Regions from separate parts of the Sus scrofa genome. Here regions 1, 3 and 4 are each linked to region 2. The links are chromatin contacts, called in public Hi-C and HiChIP or PLAC-seq maps. All regions are on one chromosome and are shown on one strand. The core of a region is the stretch at or near the end of the contact, and the rest is flanking DNA. Distances in the headings are between cores, read along the strand shown. Region 1 overlaps RNF150 (RING finger protein 150). Region 2 holds the start of RNF150 (RING finger protein 150). Region 3 has its middle 62 kb from the start of TBC1D9. Region 4 overlaps RNF150 (RING finger protein 150).

Region 1 (3,018 bases), core at 147-2,646, 220 kb before region 2:
TGTTCTTTTTTCTCAGGATTGTTTTGGCTATTCAGGGTCTTTTGAGATTCCATATGAATTTTAGGATTTTTTTTTTTTTTTTACTTCCGCAAAAAATTCCATTGGGATTTTGATAGGGATTGCATTGAATCTGTAGATTGCTTTGGCTGCTATGAACATCATTTTAACAATATTAAATCTTCCAATCCACGAATAAGGTATGTCTTTCCATTTATCTCTGCCTTTTAAATTTCTTTCTGCCATGCTTTGCAGTTTTTAATGTACAAGTCTTTCATCTCCTTGTACTTATTTCTGCATACTTGTATTTATTCGTAAATACTTTATTCTTTTTGATGCTATTGTAAATGACATTGTTTTCTTTTCTTTTTTTTGGAGGGGGGCAGTGCTTACTGAGGCATATGGAAGTTCCCAAGCTAAGGGTCGAATCAAAGCTGCAGCCTCCAGCCTATGCCACAGCCATAGCAATGCCAGATCCAAACTGTATCTGTGACCTATGCTGCAGCTCGCAGCAACACTGGATCCTTAACCCACTGGGTGAGGCCAGGGATTGAACCTGCATTCGCATGGATACTAGCTGGATTCTTAACCTTCTGAGCCACAGTGGGAACTTCCAATGAGATTGTTTTCTTAATTTCCCTTTCAGGTTGTTCACTGTTAGTGTATGTATGGACTGGGTTTTTGGGTTTTGTCAAATGCTTTTTCTGCATCAATTCAGATGATCATGTTATTTTTTTATCCTTTGTTCTGCTGAAGTGATATATCACATGTGGAGATCTATGACCCACTGCAAGTAAATTTTATGTATGGTGCAAAGTAAAGATTGATGTTCATTTTCTCCCAATATTTTGGTAATCAATTTCTCATATTACATTCCCTTATTTTAAAATACCTAGAGTGACTTCCACATTCCTGACTGGTCTCACTGAATATAGGCAATGGGGCTGGAAAGACAGGCTGTACTAAAACTGATTTGAATGTTAAACCAAAGCATCATAACTGTAACATAGCTGGATTAAATTATATTTGTGTATAAAAAGTACTGGCTTAAATAGCTAAAAATAAATAATCTCAGTTTCCTTATCAGTAAAATAGTGATAATCCTATTTTTGTAGCCTCTAATGGGATTTGGTTGTGTGTACACACACCCACACAGTGCTCCGCTTCACAGTGAGTCTGGCACATATTGTGCCAGATAATATGAAGCTCTTAGTGTATTTAGTATATTGACTGAGAACCTGCTTTATTCCTATCCCATGAAGCCTCCCAGCTTCCTTCTTTGTCTATCCCTGTCCTCACGTACAAAAGGTGCCTTTTCTTTCCCTGGCCACTACCCCACTGTTTCCGTAATGTTCTATTTCCTCAGCATGACTGGATGTAGGTTGATGCATCGACATTTCATAAAGAGCCTCTTTGCCATGTGACAGCCTCATTCCTCTTGCTTGTGCAAGTGTCGCCCTGTTACAAGATAGTCCAACGCAAGAAGAAACTAGAGAACAGGCTCTGATGGAAACGCAAGGTCTCGTTTAAAGGTCAAGCTGCAGAACATAGCAGGTAGGGGAGGGGGTTACTTCATTCTGGAAGGGGTTGGGGAGCGGGGCGCAGAAATAGGAACACAGTTTCTTACACGTACATTTTCAAAAAGAAGGAAGCATTTTAAGCAGTGAATCTGCTGAGATACAAGTCCACAGGATGAGTTTAAGCAAATGATAAGGTAAATAAACAGCTCACACTAGAGACACAGCACGGCCAGGGGCCAATTCGGGTCTCTATGTGCAGGCCTCGCGTTACATTAACCTGTTCTATTACCACAGCCAATTGAAGGTTTTTAATATGTATGTCCTCTCTGGCCATTGTGACCACCTCTTTTTCCATAAAACACATGGAGAAGCCTGTTTTAAAAACTGCAAGCCCTCGAGTCATTTGTTTAGAAGAGCCTCAGATTGCTGCCACCTCCTCCAAGAAATAATTCACCCACGGCTGGTTTGAGAACCTGGTGTTTGGGGGCCCGAGGAGGCAGCTCAAAGTGGTGGCACTAATAAGCCCTCAAGAACTGACAGACTCACTCAGAGCTAAGGAAAAGAGGCCTGATGTTTTGACCCAGAGCATGAGTTGGTATCGCAACAATAAATTACTGAAATTCACCTAGATGGATGTGTTTACACGTCTTCCTGGAAAACCTAATGGATTCGATCTGCAGCCTATTATAGTAAGAGCAGTGGATCAGTCATGCATGTTATCTAATCATAACCTAACCCATTTCTATGGCTCACAGAATGCAATTTACAGCTCTCTGTGTTTACAGCAAAACTCATAATTTTATTTTATTTTATTTATTTAATTTTATTTTTATGTCTGTGCCCGCAGCACATGGAAGTTCCAGGGCTAGGGACTGAACCCGTGCCATAGCAGCAACCCAAGCCGCTGTGGTGACAACACTGGATCCTTAACCCACTGAGCCACAGAGGACTGTCAAAAGCTAGAATTTTAATCAGTATTTGGCCATACAATGGGAATTCCTTGGCATGACTTTTGGGTGAGAATAAAGGAGATACAAATGAGGTTAGCTGTTCAACAAGGGGACAGGAAAGGGCAGAGAGAACGAGGGGGGCCATGATGCTGGCCAGACATTGGTCTCCATTCTGCCTCCTTGGGGAGAGAAACCACTGTCTCTCTAGTCTGTTGTGCCTCCTTCACTTTGCTTCAGAACCAAGCAGATAAAGCTAGAAGAGCCTTAGCGTTTACTTCATCACTTGCTTGGTCAATCAAATAAGATGTTGGATAGAAAGCATTCTTCCCAATGTCTGGGCTTATTAAGAGAAACCCTTAATAAAACACAGTCTATTAATGGTGCAAATGACAAAGCAGAGCTGCTGCTGAGCTGTGTGAGGGCAGAGGAGCCCATCCTTCCTGCTTTATAAGCGAGGAGGCGGAGAAGCAACCCACTGCCACACGCTGGTCCAATGGAACAAGGCTTGTGTCAGTGCTGAGGTCTTCTAACTCCTAAAACCGCTCTTTCCA
Region 2 (3,181 bases), core at 597-3,096:
GCAGAGCACAGGATTTTCAGTATTATTTATGACGTGCGTCAACCCAGTGGGTGGCGGGGGTTACTCTTAATCTCCCACGAAGAGCTGAAACCCGACTTGAGCAAGTTAGCAGTGGCAAGCGCCAGCGCTGGTAACCCTACCCACCTCCTGATACACAAACGCCACGCCGGCAGCAGTATACCTGATGCACAAACCCAAGTGCAGAGCTGGGTTATCAGATCTACCGGTTCCAAACAGGTGCCGGGCCGTCACTGGCCTAAAACAACAACCGAGCTCTGTCCCCCGTCCCCCACCTTCCAGATCGGACTCGGAAAAGTTAGTCCAGCACCCCTGGGCCAAGCCTGGTCCGAGTGGCACAAGGCGAAATGGAACACACTCTCTGGTTCCTCCCCGCATCCCATGCAGTTAGCCCACTCTTTGGAGACCCCACGAAGTAACACATAGCAAAACTTAGTAGGTTCAAGGAACAGAAACGCGGCTTTCGCAAAGCACAGACTTTCCAGAAAGGAGCTAGGAGGGAGAGGCGGGCGCTGGGTCCTTCTCGGCGTCTCCATCCTTCTCGGGCTCCCCTCCCCCGCCCCGCGCCCGCCGAGCCTCTTACCTGCGTGGGACATGGTGATGGTCTCGTTGGTGTTGGAGCCCACGTTGAAGATAACCACGGCGGAGGCGTTCTGCAGGAAGGCGTTCCGGATCTTATCCCTGTAGGTGCAGTTGCCCTTGGGGATGAGGGCTATCCAGTTCTTGCCGTGGGCCGGGGCGGCGAACTTAGTGTTGGGGTCGCAGGCCAGGCGGTCGTGGGCCGAGCTGGCCATGACCACCTCCCCGCGGGCGTCCTGCTTGGGCGAGTGCTCCCCGTAGCGCCCGCACTCGGTCTTCTCCGTGTGCAGCTCCGCGGCGAATCCGCCGCCGCCGCCGCCGCCCGCCGCCCCAGCCCCGGGGTCCGGCGCGGGCTCCGCGTAGGTGATGTTCACAAAGGCGGTGTACCATTCCTCCTTCTCGGCCACGGTGAAGTCCAGGCAGAGCAGATGCACGAAACAAAAGGAAAGCAGCCATGTTGAGAGAGCCAGGCTGCGGCACGCTTGGATGAGAGACATTGCCATCTTTATCCGCCGGGTCCCCCTCCCCGCCCCCCGCGCGCTCCCCCCGCGCCGTCCCTCCTCCCTGGCCCTGGCCAACCCCGGGCTGGCCGCTTCTCCTCCTCCTGCTACCGCTCCTGCTCACTCCTGGGCCCGAGGGGCCGTGGCCGGGACGCGCAGCCGCCGCGGGGACCGGATTCCAGGCAAGCGGATGGCTGCGGCCCCTTCCCCTTTCAGCCGGAGCGCGGCGGTTGCATCTCGCTTTGCGGGCGCCGAAAGGGCGCAGGATGAGGGGGCGCTAGGGGCTTGCGACAGAGTCCAGCTGCCGAGCGTCTTGCTCCTTCGCCCGGCTTCTCCTGCTTTCGTAGAGGTGGCAGGGGGCCCAACAGCGTGCCGGGTGGCGGCCTGGCGTCCTGCAGCCCCGGCGGGGGCGGGGGCGGCTGCTTCCAGCCGGAGGTGCCGCCAAGGTGTCCCGGCCGCTGACGCTGAGCGCTCTGACGAGCGGGTCCCGCTCCGGGCGCGGCGGCCGACACTGCTGCGAGTCCCTCTGGCTGAGGGCGCTCCGCTCCTAGCCGCGCTGCTGGCTGCGCCCGGCACACACTTGCCTCGGGAGGGGCCGGCTCGCGGGTAGCGGGAGCAAGCGGCCGGAGAGAAGTACGCCGTCTGCGTGTGTGTGTGTCTGTATATGTTTGTGTGTGTGTCTAGTGTGTGCAAGGAGGAGCTTAGTGTGATGTCAAAGACTGGGCTTCGCGTGCCACGCTCCCTTGGTCTCTCTCTATGGGCAGCAGCGACCCCTGCCGGGTCTCAAATTCAAACCAATCAGCGACTTGGTCCAGGTGGAGGCAAAAAAGGAAGCGCCTCTTGCTTCCTGCGCTGTAAAAGTAGAGAAATGTGTGTGTCAGTTTTCCGAACTGCAGGAGGAACTGCGGTGAGCTCCCTAATTACCCGTCCTAGGGCCAGCGGGTAAGGCTAGTTGGTAGCGAGGTTCTTTCCAGCACCAGGCCCGGACTATCTAGAACAGTGCCTGTCAAGTCGAAGTGTACATCTGCGCCCCCTTTACCCATTCCGTATCTCTGGGGTGGGGCTCCAGAATTTGCTTTTCTAATGAATTTCCCGGTTATGCTGACGCTGCTTATCTAGGAACCACTCTATATTAGGGTGAGTATAGAAATGGGCTTCTTTCTTACCATCTGGCAGCAAGCATGTGACATTTGTTTTCCTATAGAATGAGTGTTTTCTGACTCTATAAGGAAAGAGATCAGGTGAGATATTTCCTCACTACTTATTCTGGTTGTTCTGACTGGTAACAGAGGACTTAGTATCAATAGGCAAAGCAGGTTTGTTTGGGTTATTATTGTCTACAGTGTATTGTCTAGTCTGGCATAGAGATCACAACTAGTCAACAGAGCGTACAGCCCCTCTAGAGTAGTGTTCTTAAAACTGTGATGTAGCATAGGTCTTTACCAACTAATGTTTGACTGGTTGTTATCTTTTCACACGGTCATGTTCCTTAGCTTGAGATACCTGCCCTGTAGTCTCGAAAACAATTTGCTTGATGGTTCATAATCACCCACATTTTACTTCCCAGCTGGCACAGAGCACTCCGAGGACCCACTTCATGATGAAAACAAACGTCCACCTTTTCCCCAGGACTTTAGTGTGTTTACAGAAATCTGTTAATGGCTGTCCATCAGCACAACTGCTCTTTTTCCAGCAGCAGTACAAATAGCTGGTAGCTGTTAGGGGAGAGCAAAGACTCCCAGCTGTACCCAAATTAGAAGCAGGCACAAGAAGAACCACTTAGAGGAATTTGTCCCTATGGTATTGGATGTGCTGGATTTGTGTGTTTCCCTAAACTTAGTCATTTTAGAAAATAGGCTTCTAGGCAATTGGGACAGTGCTTTTTATAGTGCCTAAAACCAAGAAGGTAAAAGTGGAGACTGCCTGGCTGCTCGTTTCTGAACCACCAGAGATCTGAGGGAAGTGTCCTTTGCCTAAAAAAGCCCAGTGAGGTTTTGTACAGATGCCTCACAAACCAAAGTGGTTCCCCATATCTCTCTATCTCTTAGTGATTTTCTTCCAGCCACAAAACTTGGTGAACCTGT
Region 3 (3,211 bases), core at 430-2,929, 250 kb before region 2:
CAACTGAATGTATACACAAAACAGAAACAGTCTGGGCCCACTTTAAATCTTTCATAAATCAATTCAGGTCATACGAGTGGCTGGATTCTGGTCCTGAGCTCATTAGAGGGCTTGTCTGTGGTGACGGCATCCAGTGTGAAAAGCTCCAGGGCCAGGGATCAGACCCGCTCCCGAGGGCCATAGCAGTGACAACACTGGGTCCTTAACCTGCTGTGCCACCAGGGAGCTCTCACAAAGCCTAAAATATTTACCTGGCCCTTTACAGGAGAAAAACAACTGTGGATCTCTAGACCATGAGGGAGCAGCATATTCACCTGGGGAAATTCCATGTTTGGTTTTCATCTCCCTTCTGGGTAGTATTTTCTTATGGCTTCTGGCCTCCAAGGATTTTTCTTACTTTCCCATCAATTTAGCTACTCTCCTTAAGGGAGATTAAAAAAAATGTCCAATATTTTTAAGGGTTCTGTAGTTTGGAGGAGTTTCTCTGGACATCTGGTCCCCCATAATATATGAAAAACAAACCCACTGCTACACCTTCTGCCAAGCGAGTCTCAGTGTCAGAGGAGGGCTAGAAGAAGGGCAGGCTGCTGCCTTCATTTCTTTTTGAAGGAGTGAGTGCAGAAAGGGAATAACTCACTTTGAGATGGTGAGGCAAGGAGCTTCCTAGCCAGCTTAAATTAGCCAGCAGGCACCGGGACTGACCTTGTGGGTGTACGGGAGGGTGTTCCTGCTTAGAGACTGTGGTCGTGTCCATCCTAATTCTTTTTTTTTAAATCTTTTTGGGGCCAAACCCTTGGCATATGAGGTTCCTAGGCCAAGGGTCCATATGAGGTTCCTAGGCTAGGGGTCCAATTGGAGCTATAGCTGTCGGCCTACAGCACAGCCACAGCAATGGGGGACCGAGCCACATCTGTGACTACACCACAGCTCACGGCAACGCCGGATCCTTAACCCACTGACTGAAGCCAAAGATCGAACCTGCGTGCTCATGGATACTAGTCGGGTTCATTAACCGCTGAGCAGCGACGGGAACCCTGTGTCCATCCTAATTCTGTTTCCAGGTTACAATGGCTCCTGTTCAGGGCATGGGGCCTGACTCTACAACAAGCTTCTTCTCGATCTAATACTATCCAACTTTCAGCTTTTCCTGCTCTCCATCCCTGGACTTTTGAGCTGATGGAGATGCCCGTCCATTTATGGACACAGTGTGGTGCAGCCCAAGGATCTGTGCAACAATGGGGTCAGGAAACCCAAATTCCAGCCCTAACTCTGGTCCTAATTCATGTCCTCCCTTTTCTCTTCCTCCTCATTTCAAATACAGACAATACAAAAGAGAGCGCTTGAGACAAACGGATCACTTTTCATTTTCCCCGACCTTCGAGAAAGGCTGTTTCATTAGATGGACAGGGTTTTGGTCATAACATCAGGTCAGGGCTCAGTCTGATTTCCAGGCCTAACTCTATCGTGTTCTTAATTCTGTAATTAAGTTCTCTGCACTCACATGTATTTATAGATATTGATGTTATTCCCAAACTCTGACTTTTTTTTTTTCCTTAGCGATTTGAGAGACTCGATTCCCATTAGATGTATAATTCCAACGACAGCTGTGTTGTGTATACAGCTCTCATGGCAACCAAGGGCCGTGCCCGCCAAGGAAAGCTGGCTCTGCTTTCTCCCTTGACTGTTTGGTAAATGATCCTTAAGAACAAAAAAGCCAGGAACGTTAGAGGGAGGCACAGAGAGGGAGCCAAGTTGTGGGCCACGGGGGTGCGTCCTGACTCTGATCAGACCCTCTGGCTGTTCCTGCAGGGACAGGGTGGGAATGCCTTCCACACCAGAAAGGTCTGAGGACTTTGGGAGGTTGTCACCTTCCAGGCTGCCAGCAAATACAGGGTCCCCCCACCCCCACCCCGTTGGAGACTTTAGCGACATCCTGCCGGTGCAGGGTGTGTGGCTACAAAATTGATGAAGGGGAATCTAGGCACTGGGTGGTGCAGAGAGCCTCCTGGTCTTTGATGGCACAGCGGAAAGCTCACTGTCCCTTATTTATTTTTTTAACTTCTCCCTTCCTTCCTCCCTCCCTCATTTCTTTTCCTTCCATTTTCCTTCTTTCTTTCTTTCCCTCCCTTCCACCCTCTCTCCTTCTCTCTCTCTCCTTTTGGCTTTTTAGGGCCGCACCTACCGCTTATGGAGGTTCACAGGCTAAGAGTGAATTGGAGCTGTAGCTGCTGGCCTATACCACAGCTCATGGCAACTCAGGATCCTTAACCCACTGAGCGAGGCCAGGGATCGAACCTGCATCCTCACGGATACTAGTCGGGTTCGTGAACACTGAACCATGACGGGAACACCCCTTTCTCTCATTCTTGTCTCTCTTTCTTTCTCTTGTCCTGCCGGTGGCCTGTGGAAGTTCCTGGGCCGGGAATCAAACTTACGCCACAGCAGACCCAGAACCAGGCCACTGTAGTGACAACATCAGATCGTTAACCTGCTGTGTCACAAGACAACTCCTGTCCCTTACTCCTTTTTTTTGGGTGCACCTGCGGCATGTAGAAGTTCCCCAAGCCAGAGATACAACCTGCGCCACAGCAGTAACCTGAGCCACAGCAGTGACAATGCTGGATCCTCAACCCGCTGGGCCACCAGGGGACTCCTCACTGCCCCTTATTCTTCTGGCCAAGAACAAAGAGTCACCGTGAGAGGTGAGGGAGACCCTGCCTGTTGTCGGGTCATGAACGATGATGCAACTCTTGCTCTAAAATGTCTCAAAAATAATGAAACCTCTCTCTGTCACTGCACTTCTCCTCACCTGGCACCCTCACTCTTCAATGCATAGAAATTATCACAGAGAAAAATAATTCACGTGCTCACCCACCAACCCCTCTCCCTGATCCGGTGCAGTGCAGCACTCAGCCAAGGCAAGGGGATGAGCTGGGCTCCTGACATTGGTTTAGAAGGGATTATCAGAAAAGAACTAGGAGTTCCCGTTGTGGCACAGTGGTTAACGAATCCGACTAGGAACCATGAGGTTGCGGGTTCGATCCCTGCCCTTGCTCAGTGAGTTAACAATCCAGCATTGCCGTGAGCTGTGGTGTAGGTTGCAGACGCGGCTCGGATCCCGTGTTGCTATGGCCCCGGTGTAGGCTGGCGGCTACAGCTCCGATTGGACCCCTAGCCTGGGAACCTCCATATGCCGCGGGAGCGGCCCAAG
Region 4 (3,029 bases), core at 277-2,776, 190 kb before region 2:
TAAAGATTTTGGAAACCAGGGAGTTCCTGTCGTGGCTCAGTGGTTAATGAATCCGACTAGGAACCATGAGGTTGTGGGTTCGATCCTGACCTTGCTCAGTGGGTTAAGGGTCTGACGTTGCCATGAGCTGTGGTGTAGATCGAAGACGAGGCTCGGATCCTGCGTTGCTGTGGCTCTGGCATAGGCTGGCAGCTACAGCTCCGATTAGACCCCTAGCCTGGGAATCTCCATATGCCGCAGGAGCGGCCCTAGAAATGGCAAAAAAACAACAACAAAAAAAAGATTTTGGAAACCAATCTGACACACACACACACACACACACACACACACACACACACACACAAGCACTCGTAGGTACATACATTTTCCTCCTCCCTGGTAAGAACCAGTTAGAGCCAGAAATGTGAAATGTGAAAACACTGAGTTTAGGAGTTTCTGTCATGGTGCAGGAACCATGAGGTTGTGGGTTTGATTCCTGGCCTCCCTCAGTGGGTTAAAGATCCGGTGTTCCTGTGGGCTGTGGTGTAGGTCGCAGATGTGGCTCAGATCTGGTGTTGCTGTGGCTCTGGCGTAGGCCAGCAGCTACAGCTCGGATTAGACCCCTAGCCTGGGAACTTCCATAGGCCAAGGGTGTGGCCCTAAAAAGACAAAAGACAAAAAAAAAAAAAAAAAAAAAAAAAAAAAAAAAAAAAAAAAAAGAAAACACTGAGTTTAATTTTCTAAGTCACTATATCTGATCGAGATATCGGGTTTTTTTACTAAGGTTTCATGTTCACTGTCATTGATTTTCACCTTGAGTGTAGTACGTATTTACAACTCCAGTCTCAGAATAGAATGCGTTGCTTCTCAAAAGCTAGCTCAAAGCTATAGTCACACGAGTTGATTTGTGTTTGGTGTATCGACTGCAAAACATCAGCACACAGCTGGCATGGAGGCAGCTGGAACGGGGTAGAAAATTCAGCCAACCCATGACCTGCAGGTGTGTTCTCTCGAACAGTCACTCTGATCTTCCCGGATAATTAGTCCTTTGGCATTAAAGAAAGCCTTTGATATCTGATCTGATCCTTTCTTCTGCAGTGACATCTTAGGACTTTAAATATTCTATTTATTCTTTGCCATTAGTCATGAGGAGTGACAAGAGGGAGGTGGTAGCAAAGTGAGGGGGGCAGGGGAGGCAGGTCTCTGTATCCTGTTTGTCGGGCTTCTTTCAGACAGTGCCTGTGTTTTTCCCTCATCTCTCTCTGTGGCCCGCCGATCGGGTGGCCTGGCTTGCTTCCTGCCCTCATCACAGCAGCTGGTCACTCACTAACGTAGCCTGTGGCCTCTGCTTGGTCTGGTTCTGGCAAAGTCTTTCCCTGGAGCATCAGGCCGGCCAGCTGGGCGGGTGGGGAGGACTCTCTTTGCGTTGGGGGAGAGACTAAATTTGATAAAACACATATCTGAGGGCGCCAGCCTCACGGTAGCACTAGAATCAAGTGGTTCTGGCTCTGGTTTCCTGCTTTTGCTCAAGTTCTCCACAGAGATCTGAGTTCAGCAGAGGCCCTGAGCCAGATTTCCAGCAGCTGGCCTCCCCTCCCCTTGCTGGGAGAGTGCGTTTTCCTCTGGAAGCCGGGTGATTGAGGGGCAATGTCCAGAAATGAGGGGTGCGGGTCTGCTCGAGGACAATGCAGGGCCAAGAACAGGAGGTCATTGATGTACGGCTGCCCCAGGAGGCCCCTGCCAGTACCCCACCTGCTCACACACTGTGGCCCAGGAGGGGAGCTTAGAGCTGCTGGGGGTGGCGTCTCAACTCACGGACAAATACAATGGTCATGGTGAGAGGTGCTCAGACTGAGAAAAAGTGAGAGGAGGAACGTGTTGAGATGTGGGAAGGCTCTCACTAGATGACGCCTCTGCTGTGGGACTAAGGAGACACAGAAAATCCAGGTTTGATGTTTCCTCCCTGCTTTGCGGGTAATGCAGAAAGACAGACATTACGAGGCTGGAGGCTGGGCTGTGCTTACCGGGATCCCTAGGGCTTTAAGAATGTTCATCTTGCACATGGGACAGGTGCGATGGTCTAGAAGCCAGGGGTCAACACAGGACTTGTGGAAAAGATGCCTGCAATGAGAACCATACATCTTAGTGCGGTGGTAACTGCGGAGACCACCTAGTCCACTACAGCCCAGAGCCTTGTCCAAGGTCACCCACTGCTTAGTGGCAGATCCAAGACTCGGACCTAAAGCTCCGAACACCTGGGCCAAAGCGCTTCCTGCACAACCCTGTGGTGATACATCAACATCTGTCTGAATCCCAGGAGGGTCCTCTATGATTCGCAGCTGAGTCTCCCACGTTTCAGAAAATGTAGAGAATGTAGAAAGAGTGACATTTCTCTCTTTCTGGCCAGGAAGAACATTTAATGGAAAGAAGGCAAGTGGGGAAACATGCACAGATCTTTCAGGATAACCTGAGAGTTGCTACCTTTAAATCAATCCAGAATTTCTTTCTCTCACAGTTGGAAGACAACTGCAAAATAAAGCCTCACTTCCGTCGATATCTGGGGTCTCACGCAAAAGGGCAGAAGAACTCCCGGAAGCATTTCACAGCACAAGGGACATTTTAAATTGTTATGCCTGATGGCTGTCAGAAGCCAGAGGGAAAGGGACTGGAAGCCAGAGGGAAAGGGACTGGAAGCTTTACCGTTTGTACAGCTGATGTGCCCAACGCTACTGCTGTCTCACACACCAGCCCTCAGGAGCCTCGCTCCGAGTGGCAGGAGAACGGGGGCATTTCGTAGGCGCGGGAGTGGGGGTTCCTAACGAAACTTCCTCTCAACTTGGCTCATAAGAACCCCTCAGAGGGGTCCGGGACTGCATGAGTCAGAAATCTGTCTTCTCACAAGACTCCAGATCCCAGGCAGAAGCAGTCAGAAGGTCCTGCCTGGGGCAAGAAGAGAGAGAACCGTCTGTCTTAAGTTCAAGGGTGTCCTGAGGACACACTATCCTTGCCCAACGCTCTCTCCTCCGTGCTGTGCTATTCCTGGAATCTTT

What was found. Hi-C and Micro-C count contacts between places; a contact is called where the count stands out from the background. HiChIP or PLAC-seq counts read pairs in DNA pulled down with a chosen protein or histone mark.
Region 1: a contact with region 2 is called in an H3K27ac HiChIP or PLAC-seq map of skeletal muscle. The contact joins the enhancer-like site here to the promoter of RNF150 in region 2. A contact is called at or near these places in 1 of 5 promoter capture datasets (fetal skeletal muscle), 5 of 47 Hi-C or Micro-C datasets (embryonic fibroblasts, fetal liver, fibroblasts and 2 more) and 1 of 2 datasets of contacts at active chromatin or transcription factors (skeletal muscle).
Region 3: an H3K27ac HiChIP or PLAC-seq map of skeletal muscle shows a contact between it and region 2, with 16 times the contacts expected there. The contact joins the enhancer-like site here to the promoter of RNF150 in region 2. A contact is called at or near these places in 1 of 5 promoter capture datasets (liver), 23 of 47 Hi-C or Micro-C datasets (adipose tissue, alveolar macrophages, brain and 13 more) and 1 of 2 datasets of contacts at active chromatin or transcription factors (skeletal muscle).
Region 4: a contact with region 2 is called in a Hi-C map of skeletal muscle, with 3 times the contacts expected there. The contact joins the enhancer-like site here to the promoter of RNF150 in region 2. A contact is called at or near these places in 18 of 47 Hi-C or Micro-C datasets (alveolar macrophages, brain, embryonic fibroblasts and 9 more) and 1 of 2 datasets of contacts at active chromatin or transcription factors (skeletal muscle).

The regions. Positions count from the first base shown.
Region 1 is chr8:86,311,034-86,314,051 of Sscrofa11.1, reverse strand. All of the region lies in intron 7 of RNF150 (RING finger protein 150), which reads right to left. Among named protein-coding and RNA genes, the nearest start is that of TBC1D9, 90 kb to the left of the region's middle. Within about 2 kb of position 1,396, at least 2 of the 83 cell types and tissues checked have an H3K27ac peak or open chromatin away from gene starts, as enhancers often do. A contact at or near this core is called in skeletal muscle, where this site is marked.
Region 2 is chr8:86,086,603-86,089,783 of Sscrofa11.1, reverse strand. RNF150 (RING finger protein 150) reads right to left here and starts at 1,846. Exons shown (of 8, transcript XM_021101554.1): 1 at 602-1,846. The coding sequence starts at 1,100.
Region 3 is chr8:86,339,054-86,342,264 of Sscrofa11.1, reverse strand. No RefSeq gene overlaps it. Among named protein-coding and RNA genes, the nearest start is that of TBC1D9, 62 kb to the left of the region's middle. Within about 2 kb of position 1,679, at least 13 of the 83 cell types and tissues checked have an H3K27ac peak or open chromatin away from gene starts, as enhancers often do. A contact at or near this core is called in adipose tissue, fetal skeletal muscle, omental adipose tissue and 1 more, where this site is marked.
Region 4 is chr8:86,273,993-86,277,021 of Sscrofa11.1, reverse strand. RNF150 (RING finger protein 150) reads right to left here. Exons shown (of 8, transcript XM_021101554.1): 6 at 2,004-2,100. Among named protein-coding and RNA genes, the nearest start is that of TBC1D9, 130 kb to the left of the region's middle. Within about 2 kb of position 1,526, at least 6 of the 83 cell types and tissues checked have an H3K27ac peak or open chromatin away from gene starts, as enhancers often do. A contact at or near this core is called in fetal skeletal muscle and skeletal muscle, where this site is marked.